Regions from separate parts of the Mus musculus genome. Here all the other regions are linked to region 5. Evidence: chromatin contacts called from public HiChIP or PLAC-seq data. All regions are on one chromosome and are shown on one strand. Each heading gives the region's core, a stretch centred on a gene start, on an enhancer-like site or on the middle of the called end of the contact. The rest is flanking DNA. Distances are from core to core; before and after follow the strand shown. Region 1 overlaps Ptprn2 (protein tyrosine phosphatase, receptor type, N polypeptide 2). Region 2 overlaps Ptprn2 (protein tyrosine phosphatase, receptor type, N polypeptide 2). Region 3 overlaps Ptprn2 (protein tyrosine phosphatase, receptor type, N polypeptide 2). Region 4 overlaps Ptprn2 (protein tyrosine phosphatase, receptor type, N polypeptide 2). Region 5 overlaps Ptprn2 (protein tyrosine phosphatase, receptor type, N polypeptide 2).

Region 1 (2,700 bases), core at 141-2,640, 340 kb after region 5:
TTCATGATCTATTGGAAGTGGGACTCCCAGGTCATCACCCTATAGCTGTAAGTTCAGGTGAATGAGATGGTACAGAACACACTGTTGCTCAATACAGGCTGCTGGGCTTTGGGAAAGAAAGATCACGACTTTCTGAATTAATCCTGCTCATTGCAATGTTGTTAACACAATTTGCTAGTAAGAAACCAGAATTCTTGACCTTACTTTGCAAGACTATGGCTCTGAAGGTGCAGAGCTCTTCTGGGGTCTCAGGGACAAGTACAAAAAAGACCCACAGTGTGCCTCTCAGTGTCCAAGGCACCACATTTCAGGGTTACTCCACTGTATAAAGATGCCTTGCATCTCTTTCTCTTGGGTATCCTCTTCCTCATGGGTATCCATTCTACACCCAAAAGGTGGGAGTTGCTTCCCTATGCTAATAGTAGCCAAACTTAATGATACAGCTACGTCCGGGAATAAGAAGAGGCAAGTCATGCCCACACATACCTGGCTGGGCCGGACGCTTCCCCATGCCATAGGTAGGCCTTGGGGAGGTTTGCAAGCTCCTGGGCAATCACACGCTGGGTATAGTCATCTTGCCACGTGAAACCTGTAGGGAAAGGAGTAAAACCTGAGGCATGAATTTGCAAATGTGGCTAAACTCTTACTCCAGACTCCTACAGGTCCCTGTTCTTCCAGAAAACCATGGGGGCCTTGTGAGGTTGAGTAAGATCTCCTTTATCTTTCTTAAATCTCCAGACACAAGTGATAGTCAGTGCTTTGCTCTGTTGCTTTAAAAATAGGTGCAACGGGTGTTGGCTGTGGCTGGGAGACAAAGGAAACAGAAACTGAGAGAGGCTTTTGTCTAACACAGAAGATGGACCTTGTCTACCTGGGTAGGTTCACCGGCAGCAAAGAGGCCCCCAACAACAACATGCATGTCGTTGCCCAGCCTACTTGCCATACTGCCTTGCTCGGCACACCCACTGTTGTGCTGACCTAGTTGCCATACCACATTGGAACAATGTTTTCCCTAACCCATCCTGCCTGAGAGCCCAGCGTTTGGCTGGATAGGGTTACACTCTTGTGAAGCAGTTACTGTGGATTTAATGTACTAAATCTCAGAGCCAATTACATTATATTTACACTCAAATGTTGTGACAAAGAGCTTTATAACAAGGGGAAGCAGTTATGAAGGCAAAAATCCATGCAATTGTGCATTAATTACATGCACTGTGGATCACATGATAATTATTCTCAGAATTACCAAATAACTCCCAAGAATAATTATTATGCAATTTGTACATTTTAGATCTTACGGTAACGCTTTCACACTTAGAGCTACCCCATGCAATTATCCATAATTATCTAATCACTAAGCATCACATAATTACAGAGGTATATTTTTATGCTCTGTGCAAAAAACAAGTTACAAAGCCTTCAAGTCAGGACAGCTCTGTGTATGTATGCGTTTGCATACATGTGACTGTGTATGTATATGTGTTCATATGTGATGATCATGCATATGAGTGTATATGTGTATGCATGGGAAGGTATATTTGTGTATGTGTGCATATTTGTGTGCACATATGAATGTGTGACTAGTATGGTAATAAAGCCTAGAGCATATACTCTGGATGAAATTTAAAGTATAGAGAAGTGGTTTTCATGAACATATTTAAACATTTTAATGCAAATATGAATTGTTAAAGCTTACAGATGGCAAGAATCAAATGGCTGGCACATCCTAAGTCCCCAGAGGCCCAATGGTGAAAATGCCAGGAGGACTCCGGTTTCAGCCCTAGGTCCTTCAGAGCATCTCTCTGTGGAAGGAAAGTCACTGCAGGGAATTTGGACCAATCTATGTAGCTTGCAATGCTTGGTAGTGAAGGCATCAGAAAAGCAGGTTCTTGGCCAGGCATGCTTCTGAGCCCCCCCTCTGTCCATTCCCAGGGGAATTCTCAATGGAAAGCACTTTGCAATATTAGCCCAACAGCTAGCATTTTGGGTTTAAAAAATACACATATTTTAAACATGCTATTCCCCAAGGACAGTCTTACGATTAATATTTATCAGGCAACAGAAACTTGAGACCATAAAGGAACTTTGCATGAAAAAAATGTCATTAAACATGGCATCTTCTGGGCTGGGGAGATGACTTTGTTGGTAAAGTGCACAGCTTGCATATTCAAGGGTCTGTTTGATCTACAGAACCCACATTTAAAAAGCTGAGCATGAGAGCACATGCTTGGAACCCCAGAATTAAGGAGGTGGAAACAGGGATTCTTGGGGCTCACTGGTCGGTCTAACAGTCAGGTTTTAGGCCAATGAGAGACTCCATCTTTAAAAACAGCAGAGGTTGCTCCTGAGAAACAGCACCAAAGGTTGTCCTCTGGCTTCCTATGCACACACATGCACAACATGGACACCTACACATACAGACCCGTAAGTCCATGCACACACTCTCAAGCACACATGTTTTGGGTCTAAAGAGCACACTACTTGGACACAGTACTGCATGTGCTGAGCTCTGTGGCAGGGCTTCAGGAGCATGATGGCCAGGGTGCAGTCAGCTACACAGGCAGTCTGAAAGGGATCCGGACTCCAGCCCAGACTTCTAAGCTTTCATTTGAGCAGAAAGTATTTATATATTGGAAAGAAAATTGACTTAGCATCACGCTGAACTACCAAAGAAACAAAGTACCCTAGAAGAAAGGACCC
Region 2 (2,700 bases), core at 118-2,617, 390 kb after region 5:
GGTGAGGGAAAGTTGAAAAGGGCTACTGTAGGGTGGTGAGTCCCCAAGAATGAATCATGGTGTCCACTGTGACCACTTAATCTGCAAAGTGAGAGTGACCACAACCCACAAGGAGGCCCTTATGGAGGAGTCAGGGAGGGGGGTCAAGCATCAGGTCAATGGGATCAGGAAAAATAAAGACAGGCCAGCAAGATGGTGCAACAGATAAAAAGTACTTGGGGCATAAGCCCTAAGACTTGAGTTTAATCCCAAGAGCTCATATAAAGAAGGAATAAGAGAACTGATTATACAATGTAGTCCTCTGACCTCCCACAAGCACAGTGTGGTATATCCACACTTGCACAATGCCACACTACTACTACTACTACTACTACTACTACTAATAATAATAATAATAATAATAATAATAGTAATAGTAATAATCTTAAGCAGTAAATAGAATAAGCCCCAAATAGGTAACATCAATCATGATACCCTGGCGTGTAGATTTTGAGGTGTCTGACCACACCTACAGCTCTATTCTACCAAATTCCAAATACCAGAAAGGATCATGATCCCAGACCAGGATAAAGTAGATGAGTAAGGAGAGCTTCCATACTCCTGCTTTTCAACAGAGAACCCATAGGGATGATTCAAGCTGTGATGTGTGGGTGTCTGATTCCACACAGCCCTGCTTTCTAGGGAACTGGGGCTTCCTTGATGCTGGAGGACTATTCCTGATGTGTTGTCCCTACACAACACTGTAGATACCCTCCACTCAGCCCTCACTACTGTGTCTGCAGGCACTGTCAGTCTTCAGGTTGATGTAGCAAACGCCACACCCTGTGCCATAGTGGTACGTCTGTTTTGATATCTGCTTCCTCTTCTTTTTTTTTTTTTCATACAAGACTGAAATTTTCTTCTACTACCTTTTTTTTTTTAAGTTTCTTTTATTACTTATTTGTGCACGAATTTGGTGCACCTGCATTTGAGTGCACACCTTGGTCAGAAGAAGGTTCTGATTCCCTGGAGCTGAAGACACAGGTGGGTGATGGGAACTGACTGTGGTCTTCTGCAAGAGCAGCATGAACTCCACCATTCCTTTACTTCTTAAATTACATCTTTCCCATGTCAGGCATAAGGCAAGCATCATAAGAAAGCCAATACACATTGGCATCACAAAGTCTTATTGTACCTCCTCCTGAGTGTCGTGTGGGTTCAAACTGGGCCAAAGTAAACCCTCCTGCCATTAATTTCTTCTTGTCAGGTATTTGGCCAATAACTTCCCACTGGTGACCATAGAGAGAGAAACAGAACCTCAATGACAGCCACAAATACTCAAGTTTGGAGCCACAGAGAACAGTGTTTGAGCGTTCTAAAGTTAAAAGCAAACAGTAACAGAATTCTGGCATGAGAAGGTGGAGTAATTTTTTTTGTTGTTGTTGTTCCCAAAGTTCATGTTATCTGAAAAAAAAAGAAAGCAATTTTCACAGTCATCTCAATAAAAGCCTGAAAAGACAGAACCAAGAAAAACCAGGTCTTGTGCTCTGTGCTGGACCCTTCAAGGTTTGTTTCTTGTCCCCTTCAAAGCTCTCCTGTGGTTTCTGCCTCATTCTTTGGGAAGGTGATCCTCCAGTTCTCTGGTAACGTCACCTGCATGCCTGTGCAGGGCTGGGCAAGGGACAGCTTCAGTCAGTGCCACACCTGAATGAAGTAAAGGTGCCACTGTCCCACCACTAACAGAGTGGACCGGTGCCCCTGCAAGCTCTCGGGGAGGTCCTAACACCTGCTCACTCTTTGCTTCTGCGAGCTCTGGGGGAGGTCCTACTGCCTGCTCACTCTTTGCTTCTTCCTTGTGCCTACAGCACAGATTGACCCTTTGTCCTCAAACATTGCCTTTGCTCTGGTTAAGTGTGTACAAAGAGGACTGGCTGTCCTTTCCCCCTTCCTTCTCGTAACCATTTGCCTGATGACGTGTTGGCAGCTACAATCACTGTTTCCACTCAGGGGCCCAAATCAAAGCAAGCTGAAAAGGTCAAGGCTTGCCACACACTGGAGCACCAGCTGCCTACACAAAGGAACCAACCAGGAGGTGGTCCCACCAGCATCCTGGGCTCGGGGGCGGACCCATGCAATTCACTAAACAGGGCTGCTTAATAAAACTGGCTTTGGGGAATGAACTACAGCCAATATGCACCCAAGCTTGTCTTTTGCTGCCAGAGAGCCTGAACTGCATGATTGGGGCTCTCTGCCATTGGCTCTTTGGGTATAGGGGGACATGAAGGAGAGAACACTCACACTCACTGACACCCCAGCAACGTCATCTGCATGTCTGTGCAGGGCTAGGCAAAAGACAGTTTCAGTAAAATTACTAATTTCCTAGGGAAACAGGCATATCCCCAGATAAACCCACGTCCTGTCTTTCCTGAAGAATTTACTTAGAATAGTCACTTGCTGATAGAGAGAGCAGCCCTCACTAGGAGTAAACCTCCCTTCCTGGCACAAAGAGGACCAGCTGCACTTACCATTCACACAAGCTACACAGAGTGGCTCTGAGTAGGGAAGACCTCTGTGGCACAGCCCCTTGCCTGGAATGGCTGAACCCTAGATTCCTGCAAGTCAGGATTCGTAGAGCCAAGCAGTCAAGGAGCACATACAGAAGAGCCATGGACCATTAGCTGCCACACTCCTGGTTTTTCTCATCCCTGCGTGGTATCACTT
Region 3 (2,700 bases), core at 133-2,632, 500 kb after region 5:
GCCCTCCTGAAGGGAACCAGGAGAACATAAAACAAACCCCCACTCATACTCCTTCTATGTATGTCTTCTGGGAGCTCCCATGATATTGGTCTCTCTGACAAGGAGAACAGGGGCAGCCATCAGCATTACTGAGGTCTTGGACATAGAGACGAGCTAGGAAAGATGCTGATGCTCTGAAAGACAAAGACTCACTTTGGACATCATGGCAAAATAAACAGGACTGTCAGTATGGGGGGAGCTGGGATGGTAGGGATTTATCAGTAACTCCAGCATTGTCTGGACCAGGAAAGGTTCCAATTAGACCTAGAAACCAACGTAGTCCCCAACACAACAAAGGGCCTTCTATTGCCTTTGTCAGCCGACCTTGTAAAAATGACCATTTCTCCTGGATATTCAGAGTGCTCAGTAGGCACACATGTATTTGAAGGCACCCCACCCAATGCTTTTTCTCAAACCCTGCTCTGCCTAGAACAGTGCCCAGTACTCTATCACGCCCAGTGCCCTAACTAGAGTGGAGCCATGTAAAACCCACACCCACAACTCCATCCAGAGCCCTGACCAGCACTGCCCATGTCCAATGAGGGTGAGCATGGGTATCTGAGGAAACTCAGCTCTGCACATAGTATGATCTGCTCACAAAGTGACATTACAAAACCGCAGTGAAGGCTGACTTCCAAGTGTCCCCTGCAAATAGGACACCCTATCCTTATAGCCATCACTATCACAAAGTCTTCTCTGTGACTTTGAGGTCCTCATCCCAGCTGGTAGGATTTGGGTAGTAATTTTCCCCCCCACTAAGGACAAAAGGATAATAAGAGCAGGTGGCAGAGGTAGGGATCTGGATCTTTTGCTTTCCAGATGAGCATCTGCCTCCCTCTGTGTGTCCTTCCCCCTTCCCCCTCCCCCCTTCCCCTCCCCCCTCCCCCCTTCCCCTCCCCCCTTCCCCAACAGCCCAGCTACAACCAAAATGAGCCTGCAGAGTGCATGTCTGTAAACATAGAGTACCTGTGGGCCCCAAGCTCCATGAAGAAGGGAAATCTTTAGAGAAGCCCCCATCCCTGAGGATATCTTATCAAACCCATTGATTCTGGCCGCAAAAGGCAGAAGGACAGAACAGCCAAGGGGAAAAAACCTGAAAACATCGGGTTGCACAGGGTGTGAGCCCCGCTTTCCCCTGCTCCCCAGGTTTTGTTTTTTTCTCCTTTTCAGTCAAAAGCCTAAGTTTGAAAATCCTGCAAACACCTAGGAAACTTAAACACCGTGGTTATAAATTTAAAAAGGTCAAGTGTACTTAACATGCTCGCCAATTAACACCATGAAGAGAGCTGAAGTTCAGCCAGGTTCCCGTGGGTGTGGAGACTGTCTCTACAAGAGCTGCCTGGCAGAACCACCCCTGACTTCAGCTCCACATAAATGATGCAGAAATGGCTCCCAGTGTGAGAGCTGACATTTAGAGCATGAATCCGAGGCTGAAAGAGCTTCCCTCAGACAACAGAAAGGCCCCTGCTCCACCCAGCGCCCCGCTGAGCCTCTGACCTCGCTGGATTTCCTGCTCAAGAAGCCTTGCACCTGGCAACAGAAATTCTTTGGGGGGGCATAATTTTCAACAGATAAGATTTCTTGTTTTTTTTCAAACCAATTTCTCATGGCTGGTTGGTGCTTCTTCCAAATGCTGTGGTTACTCTATGTTCGTCAAAGCTGAATTAACTAGTGCTTAGGAGGATGGGAGTCTGATGGTTGACAGAGCAGGCTGACCTGAGCCAGCTCTTCACCTTGCAAGTTTCTCCCACAAAGTAGCTGGGAGGCACAACATTAGTTCTCAGCTCTTACTCCCTCTCCTCCCCCACCTGCCCAACCTCAAACCACACCCTAATCTAGCTGCAGGGATTGTTACTCTCCTCCTTCTCCCTCCCTCAAGTCTCTGCCATCAGCCTGGGGTCCCTCTTTGGGGACCCAGCTTCCAGCAGCCTCAAGTGCCTTATAGGAAGCCATACCTCTGCACCCAAAGATTCCTTATGGGCATCAGACTCCCTATGCCCAAGCCCCTCATGAGGAGTAGGTCACTCCCTGTATTCCCACATACTTAATGGGGAGCTTGTCCTCTGCACACTGAGACCCTCATGCAGAGCTGATCCATATGTCCGGGCCCCTGATTGGGAGCTGACTCTCCATTTCCCTGGTCCCATGTGAGAAGTTAATTCCCTATACAACCAGGCCCTTCCTGGGGAGCTAGCTCCCTGAGACCAGGGGCCCCTTAAGTGCTCCTTGCCATGCTTTGAGACAACTGGTGATGCCTAGGCAAGAAGAGGTAAATGGACAGTCTTCCTTTCTCAGAACTGGATGGTACTCATCTCAGTCTTGGAGCTCCACTACAACAGTTCTAACCACAGACTGTGATAGTGCACATAGGACAATGACAGTGCACACAAGGTCAGTGACTGTGCACACAAGGTCAGTGACAGTGCACACAAAGTCAGTGACGGTGCATACAAGAACAGTGACAGTGCACACAAGGTCAGTGACAGTGCACACAAGAACAGTGACAGTGCACACAAAGTCAGTGACTGTGCACACAAGGTCAGTGACAGTGCACACAAGGTCAGTGACAGTGCACACAAGGTCAGTGATGGTGCACACCAGGTCAGTGACAGTGCACACAAGAACAGTGACAGTGCACACAAGGTCAGTGACAGTGCACAC
Region 4 (2,700 bases), core at 122-2,621, 320 kb after region 5:
GAGTGGTTGGAACCTGAAGAGATGTGTGGTCAACTTTTTAAGACATTTTGTAGTTTCAGGCCCTCCACCCCACCAAAACATGCGGCCAGATTTCTAAATTTCATCCACTCTCCCAATATGTAGGATGTCAATCAGCCTCACATTGTCAGTCTAAGTTGTTCAAATCTTCCATCTCACCCATCCCCCTCTTTCTCACATCTTCTCCAAGCTGCCCTGATATGAGTGCCTGTATTGTGTTCGCAAAGGTTGTGATTCTGGTTGGGTTTCTCTGGTCCTCTGAAGAGGTTCCTGCTCATCTTTACAGCTAGCTCTTGACCAGCCTTGACATATAACAGATGATCCCAAAAGTCCCCATGGAGCTCCTTGCCCTACTAGGGGGTTTACCTGTTGCTCCAACTTGTAGAGTCCCAAATCCTTAGGACTCTGCATCTTCAACTTTAGGGAGTTTCTTGGAAACAGCAGAGCAGCCTCTCATCTAATTATCCATGCTATGGGTGGTTGTGGAGGTCCCTAAACCACAAATATGTTCTAGCTGCCCTATCACTCAGGATACCCCCAGTCTACCTTCCAATCCTGCTGCATGTCCTTCACGTTGCATATTTATCTCCATTACTGTACTACTGTATTATATTTACTCCATTTCAACTACACTTTTGTTGTTTCTTTTATTAAATATGACTGAAAAATTTGAAGGGCAGGTGCAGTTTCATATCTTTCCAATCTCAGAGCCCATTATAGTTGCTTTATATTAATTATGTTCTCAAATACTCCTGAAAGTAAATTAATTAATGGTATCAGCAAGCAATGAATTTCAGCTTGGCCCTCTTCAGTGGCATGTGGAATGGGGATGTAATTGTGCTCTGTGGGTAAAACTAGAGCATGTTAATGTTATGCAAAGCACCTGAAAGGACTCTGAGCCAGTGCTACTCTGGACAATAAAGCAAGAAGGTAGGCACCCCACTAACAACACAGGGACAGTGGTAGAGTGGATTTAGTTATACGTGCTCAAAGCATGTATCAGAGTGGCTCCTGGCCATGCCTGTTTAGGAGGAGCACGGAAGTTCTACTCCCCATGGTTTCTGTTATGAGGTAATCAGTCCAACAGTCTCAAAGAGAATAAATCAAAATTCTGTCTATGCAGGAGTCAGATTCTCCAGGATAGATATACAGGAAAAAAAAAAAAAACATGATTTGTAAACAATTCACTAGAAATTGGATGCATGTTGAAACACCACCAGTGGCTACAGTTTAAATTGCTACAGAGATAGCCTGTCACCCGATGGGAGGGGTAGGAGAAGCCCCTAGTTCCAGGCTGGCTGCGGAGCCCTGCGGCAGCTTGGATTGCTGCTGCACTTCTGTGCTTTGTGCAGACGATGCTCATTAGAAATGTGACTCAGCTCTCTCCTCATTTAAGCACTCAACAGAAAATAATGAGTTCTGGGCTTTCACACTTTAAAAAAAAATATGAAGAAACATCTATCTGAATACAGAAGAAAAAAGAATGTGTAAGCCAGAAGTGCCCCCCAGCGCTCGGCCTCTGAATAACTCACAGCCATTGCTCTGAAATGGCCACCCTGTTGGATGATTATAATGACCATTAGTTCACACTGGGCAGCTTTTGAAGGGAAATAACAGCTGTGGGTAAAACGACTGGGCTACAGGCATCTACTGGCACTGTTGTGGCTACCTGTGGTGTGAGATCATCCTTCTGAGTGGTGGTCTCAAGGAACCCAGGAGCCAACATAGTGTGAGTGGTACTGGTGTCATGGTACTCTGACCGCACCCTGCCAGCTCCCCTTGCCAACTGCTCTTTCTGGGCTGTGGGGGACATGAGCACTTGCCACTGCTTCTCCTCTCTATGGGTCCTGAGCCCACAGAATCATCTAGAAAAATATGCCAGCCCCTTGTGGACATCTGCCAAGAGAAGCCCTCGTTCTAGCAGAGCAAATGGTGTTGTCATTCTACATGAGGAAGGCTTCAAGTGCCTTCAGGGAGTCAGCTGCTGGTGCTGGGATCACAGCATAGGTGTATGCTATGTATGTATGATAGGTATATTAGGACAGAGGAAGCTCAGGACTGAGGAAGCCTTGGTGCGGGTTCGGGGAAAATCTCCAGATGTGGGTGCTTAGCAGCATACTACAGTCTTAGAAAACACAGCCCAATGAAGTAACATTGTGGACATTCATTAGAAAGAGCTGTTGAGCCTACAAAAAGCCTACCACGCACACCAGGGAGTCCAGCTTGCCCACCATCCCCACTCTCACCCTTAGAGATGAGCTGGTTCTCAGGCTCAAAAACACTGACTTCTGGAATCCAGAACCCTTTGGCACATCGTAGTGACCATAATTTGACACCTTAGACGCCCACTGAAAAATGTGACTTGGCTCCAAAACAAGCTTACTCTAACATCCTGACTGAATGAGCCAGGAACATTCATTTCACTAACAGCTGTACTCGTTATAACCTTCATAATCTGAGAAGCTTTTGCCTCCAAACGAGAAGTCCTATCAGTTTCTTACTTTGTACCTTGGACCTAGCAGGCAAGTCTGGTCCTGAATAGCATGGTGATTGCCATGTGCCTAAGCCTGCCTTCAACAGACAGACAGTTGTCTAGAGCCCAAGCCTGAAAGCCTTACTGTTTTGGACACCATGTCATCTTGATACTCTATCCTAGATAGACAGTCATTCTGTTGCCCTGAG
Region 5 (2,700 bases), core at 36-2,535:
ATCATAAAAGAGCCTGTACTGTGACTTCATGAGGGAGTATAGAGGGTGAGAGAGGGGACAGACTGCCCTCCTCCTTCACTCTCAAATCAAGTTTGGCAAATCCAAGGAGAAAACTTTGAAAAGTTTATTTTTACCTGGTAGGCTTCAGTGGCATCTGCACTGGGGTCAGCGCCTAGTCCAGACAACTTGTCCTTCAGCTTGTAGTGTGAGTTGTGGCGGAGGCAGTAGGCAAGGCTGGAAGCCAGGAGAACCCCCAGGATGCAGGCAATGGAGAGGAAGGTGAGCAAAATGAACTTGGTAGAGTCCTCTTGCTCTTCCTGATGCGGCAGGAGTTTGAGCTTTCCCTTCTGCAGGAGGAGGAGAAGAGGGAGGAGAACAGGTTACTACTCAGGGGACCTTGACTCCAGCAGCACACCCCCTCCAGACTTAGTGCAGCCTCAACATGAGGGGGCTGTGCAGGGACACACGTGCAAAGAAGTTCCAACACCATACCTCCAGACCGAATTTCTATTAAGCAGAAGTCAAGAGTAACCCCAATAGTGGCTGTTCTTCAAACTTAATAATGTAAAGTATTTGGTACCCAACTTGCTGCTTTAAGTAAAACGAAGTGTACATCATTCCTAATCAGATACAGATTTTGTCCAGAGCATGTAATCCAGCACATGCTTGGCAGGAGGTGGGTAAAATATTAACAGAACTAAATAGTCCCCAGTATCAGTAGAATGCACTGGCCAGAGTCATCATAGCTCTGGGACATGGCTTCTTCTCTAGAAGACATTCTGTGGGTTAATGCAACCAGCTCTAGTCACTCTCTATAAGCACAGACTCCAACTACTGGTACCTGAGTATTGTTCCTTCAAAGGGGACAAGGTCTTTGGAAATAGATGATTGGGAAGTTCACTTTGCATCTTGGGGGAATAGGTGAGAAAATCCTCTCTGTCACTCAAATCCAGGGCAGATAGCCAGACAGCGCCCCCCTCATTAGCTTTATTAGGAGGTGTATTAGCAACAATTAAACACGCCACAGGAAAATGGAAGGGCCGCAGGCAAATCGCCCACGACTCCCGGCCAGCAACCCCCACAATTACTCGGGAAATGAATGGAAGAGCACGCCCCTGCCTCCGTCCTGGTTGCTACAAGAGGAGAACAATTAGCAAACTCCTTTCCGCCACCTAATTTCGCGTGGTAACAAAATGGATTTTTCCCCATGAATGCCTGGCCGGCCTATTCATTATCTCTCTTCTATTAGTAATTTTCTGCTCCGCTTTCAGCCTCCCAACTCTTCGTTTCCTCCAGTCTCTGAGTGTACACAGTGTCTCTTATGTCAGGCCGGGCCCATTTTTATCTTGTAATCATAAAGGCCACCAAAGCAATTATCGCTAGTCTTGACTGGAAAAGCTGGTCATTAATTAGCCTGCTTTTGCCTTCGGTGCGCGGATTAGCGGGCGCTGGGACCGAGTTAATGGAAACGCGGGTTAAATGAGAAAAGACGCCGGGATTTCCTGCCTGGATGCGCGGCTTGGTTCTGCTTGGCTCTGGACCCAGGAGGTTCCTGGACTTCAGTAATGGATGGAAGAGAGGAAGGGAGGGGGCTCCAAGGCCTGGCAGAGGGGACCTTTGGGAGGGGAGCAGGAGACCCGGAGCAGGAACGTGGACACCTCTCCCAGGACTGAGTGGGCGACACCCTTGGCTGCTGCGAGCCAGCAGCATAGAAGATCCTGCACAGGGGAAAGCTGTGGAACCCTTCCCTTCCTCCTCTTGGCTTCCTCCCGGGTCCCCTCCTCTTTTCACTCCCGCCCACCCCACAGGAGAGCTTCTAGAAAGAAGTCATTCCAGAGTCTCCCGCCCCTCCCCCCAAGTCAGCGAAGTCCCCATCTCAGTTTCTAAGCTACACTTCTTTGCCCCAGCACGGGCAGGAGCATAAACCACACAAATAACCCTTTCGGCCAGGGTCTCGGTGGCCCAAATGGCTGTCCTCACATGACTGGATGTAGTTCGCACAAGAACAAACCCTTTTCCTTAAGTTCCTGGCCAGTGGACCTCCGCACCATTCGCAAAACGGAGCTGTTCACTCCCCAGGGTTCAGTGTGGTCCCAGGTATGCCAGGGCGGGAGCTGGTCACACTCTGCCGGATCCATGGCTGCTTTCCCACCGCCCTTGCCTGTCTAGCCTCTTCTCAGCAGACCACAACAAAGGCAGTGGTGGGATGGCAATGGCAAGGACACCTTACCCATCTCCTGAGCTGAGGGTCCCTGAACCAAGGCCCAGCGTAGGCTTTGGGCGGACCTGCACGCCACGTGGCGCTGGAAAAGGACCTCCTTAACCTGGCTTCAGGCACGAAATTCCTCGGCTTCAGGTTCTCAGATAACTCTAAGTTACCAGCCATGCTGGGCCATGGTATATGACAGCCCATCAGTACACTCTGCACTGTACCCGCGCTTCCACAGGGCTGGGAGCACCAAGCGATCAATGGTCCGTAGTATGAACTCCGCCTGACTGACAGCACTGCCAGGTGACAGACACTGGGCACTCTGGAGCCACAGGAAGAGGCAGGTGATGTTCCTACAAGTGAACGGCGTGGCAACCTGCGGGGCTGGCTGCAGGGCAACCAGTGAAAAGCCCAGGTGCCCCAGCTTCTTTCTCGGTTTTATTTTAAACCAGTTGGTTGCTGGGATTTTTCTCAGAGGCTGAACCAAATTG

What was found. HiChIP or PLAC-seq counts read pairs in DNA pulled down with a chosen protein or histone mark.
Region 1: a contact with region 5 is called in an H3K4me3 HiChIP or PLAC-seq map of embryonic basal ganglia, with 2.6 times the contacts expected there. The contact joins two enhancer-like sites. A contact is called at or near these places in 1 of 484 Hi-C or Micro-C datasets (cerebral cortex) and 7 of 115 datasets of contacts at active chromatin or transcription factors (embryonic basal ganglia, embryonic forebrain, embryonic hindbrain and 4 more).
Region 2: a contact with region 5 is called in an H3K4me3 HiChIP or PLAC-seq map of forebrain, with 3 times the contacts expected there. The contact joins two enhancer-like sites. A contact is called at or near these places in 3 of 115 datasets of contacts at active chromatin or transcription factors (embryonic forebrain, embryonic hindbrain and forebrain).
Region 3: a contact with region 5 is called in an H3K4me3 HiChIP or PLAC-seq map of forebrain, with 7 times the contacts expected there. The contact joins two enhancer-like sites. A contact is called at or near these places in 1 of 484 Hi-C or Micro-C datasets (ventral hippocampal neurons), 9 of 115 datasets of contacts at active chromatin or transcription factors (embryonic basal ganglia, embryonic forebrain, embryonic hindbrain and 5 more) and 1 of 9 other capture datasets (embryonic stem cells).
Region 4: an H3K4me3 HiChIP or PLAC-seq map of forebrain shows a contact between it and region 5, with 4 times the contacts expected there. The contact joins two enhancer-like sites. A contact is called at or near these places in 2 of 484 Hi-C or Micro-C datasets (cerebral cortex and cortical neurons) and 7 of 115 datasets of contacts at active chromatin or transcription factors (embryonic basal ganglia, embryonic forebrain, embryonic hindbrain and 4 more).

Annotation. Positions count from the first base shown.
Region 1 is chr12:116,822,206-116,824,905 of GRCm38.p6, reverse strand. It overlaps Ptprn2 (protein tyrosine phosphatase, receptor type, N polypeptide 2), which reads right to left. Exons shown (of 23, transcript NM_011215.2): 4 at 487-589. Among named protein-coding and RNA genes, the nearest start is that of Gm31336, 66 kb to the right of the region's middle. Within about 2 kb of position 1,390, at least 4 of the 459 cell types and tissues checked have an H3K27ac peak or open chromatin away from gene starts, as enhancers often do. A contact at or near this core is called in embryonic basal ganglia, where this site is marked.
Region 2 is chr12:116,771,513-116,774,212 of GRCm38.p6, reverse strand. The region is part of intron 3 of Ptprn2 (protein tyrosine phosphatase, receptor type, N polypeptide 2); the gene reads right to left. Among named protein-coding and RNA genes, the nearest start is that of Gm31336, 16 kb to the right of the region's middle. Within about 2 kb of position 1,367, at least 29 of the 459 cell types and tissues checked have an H3K27ac peak or open chromatin away from gene starts, as enhancers often do. A contact at or near this core is called in forebrain, where this site is marked.
Region 3 is chr12:116,659,028-116,661,727 of GRCm38.p6, reverse strand. The region is part of intron 2 of Ptprn2 (protein tyrosine phosphatase, receptor type, N polypeptide 2); the gene reads right to left. Among named protein-coding and RNA genes, the nearest start is that of Gm31336, 97 kb to the left of the region's middle. Within about 2 kb of position 1,382, at least 33 of the 459 cell types and tissues checked have an H3K27ac peak or open chromatin away from gene starts, as enhancers often do. A contact at or near this core is called in forebrain, where this site is marked.
Region 4 is chr12:116,841,837-116,844,536 of GRCm38.p6, reverse strand. All of the region lies in intron 5 of Ptprn2 (protein tyrosine phosphatase, receptor type, N polypeptide 2), which reads right to left. Among named protein-coding and RNA genes, the nearest start is that of Gm31336, 86 kb to the right of the region's middle. Within about 2 kb of position 1,371, at least 26 of the 459 cell types and tissues checked have an H3K27ac peak or open chromatin away from gene starts, as enhancers often do. A contact at or near this core is called in forebrain, where this site is marked.
Region 5 is chr12:117,159,241-117,161,940 of GRCm38.p6, reverse strand. Ptprn2 (protein tyrosine phosphatase, receptor type, N polypeptide 2) reads right to left here. Exons shown (of 23, transcript NM_011215.2): 13 at 135-347. Among named protein-coding and RNA genes, the nearest start is that of Gm10421, 9.3 kb to the right of the region's middle. Within about 2 kb of position 1,285, at least 25 of the 459 cell types and tissues checked have an H3K27ac peak or open chromatin away from gene starts, as enhancers often do. A contact at or near this core is called in embryonic basal ganglia and forebrain, where this site is marked.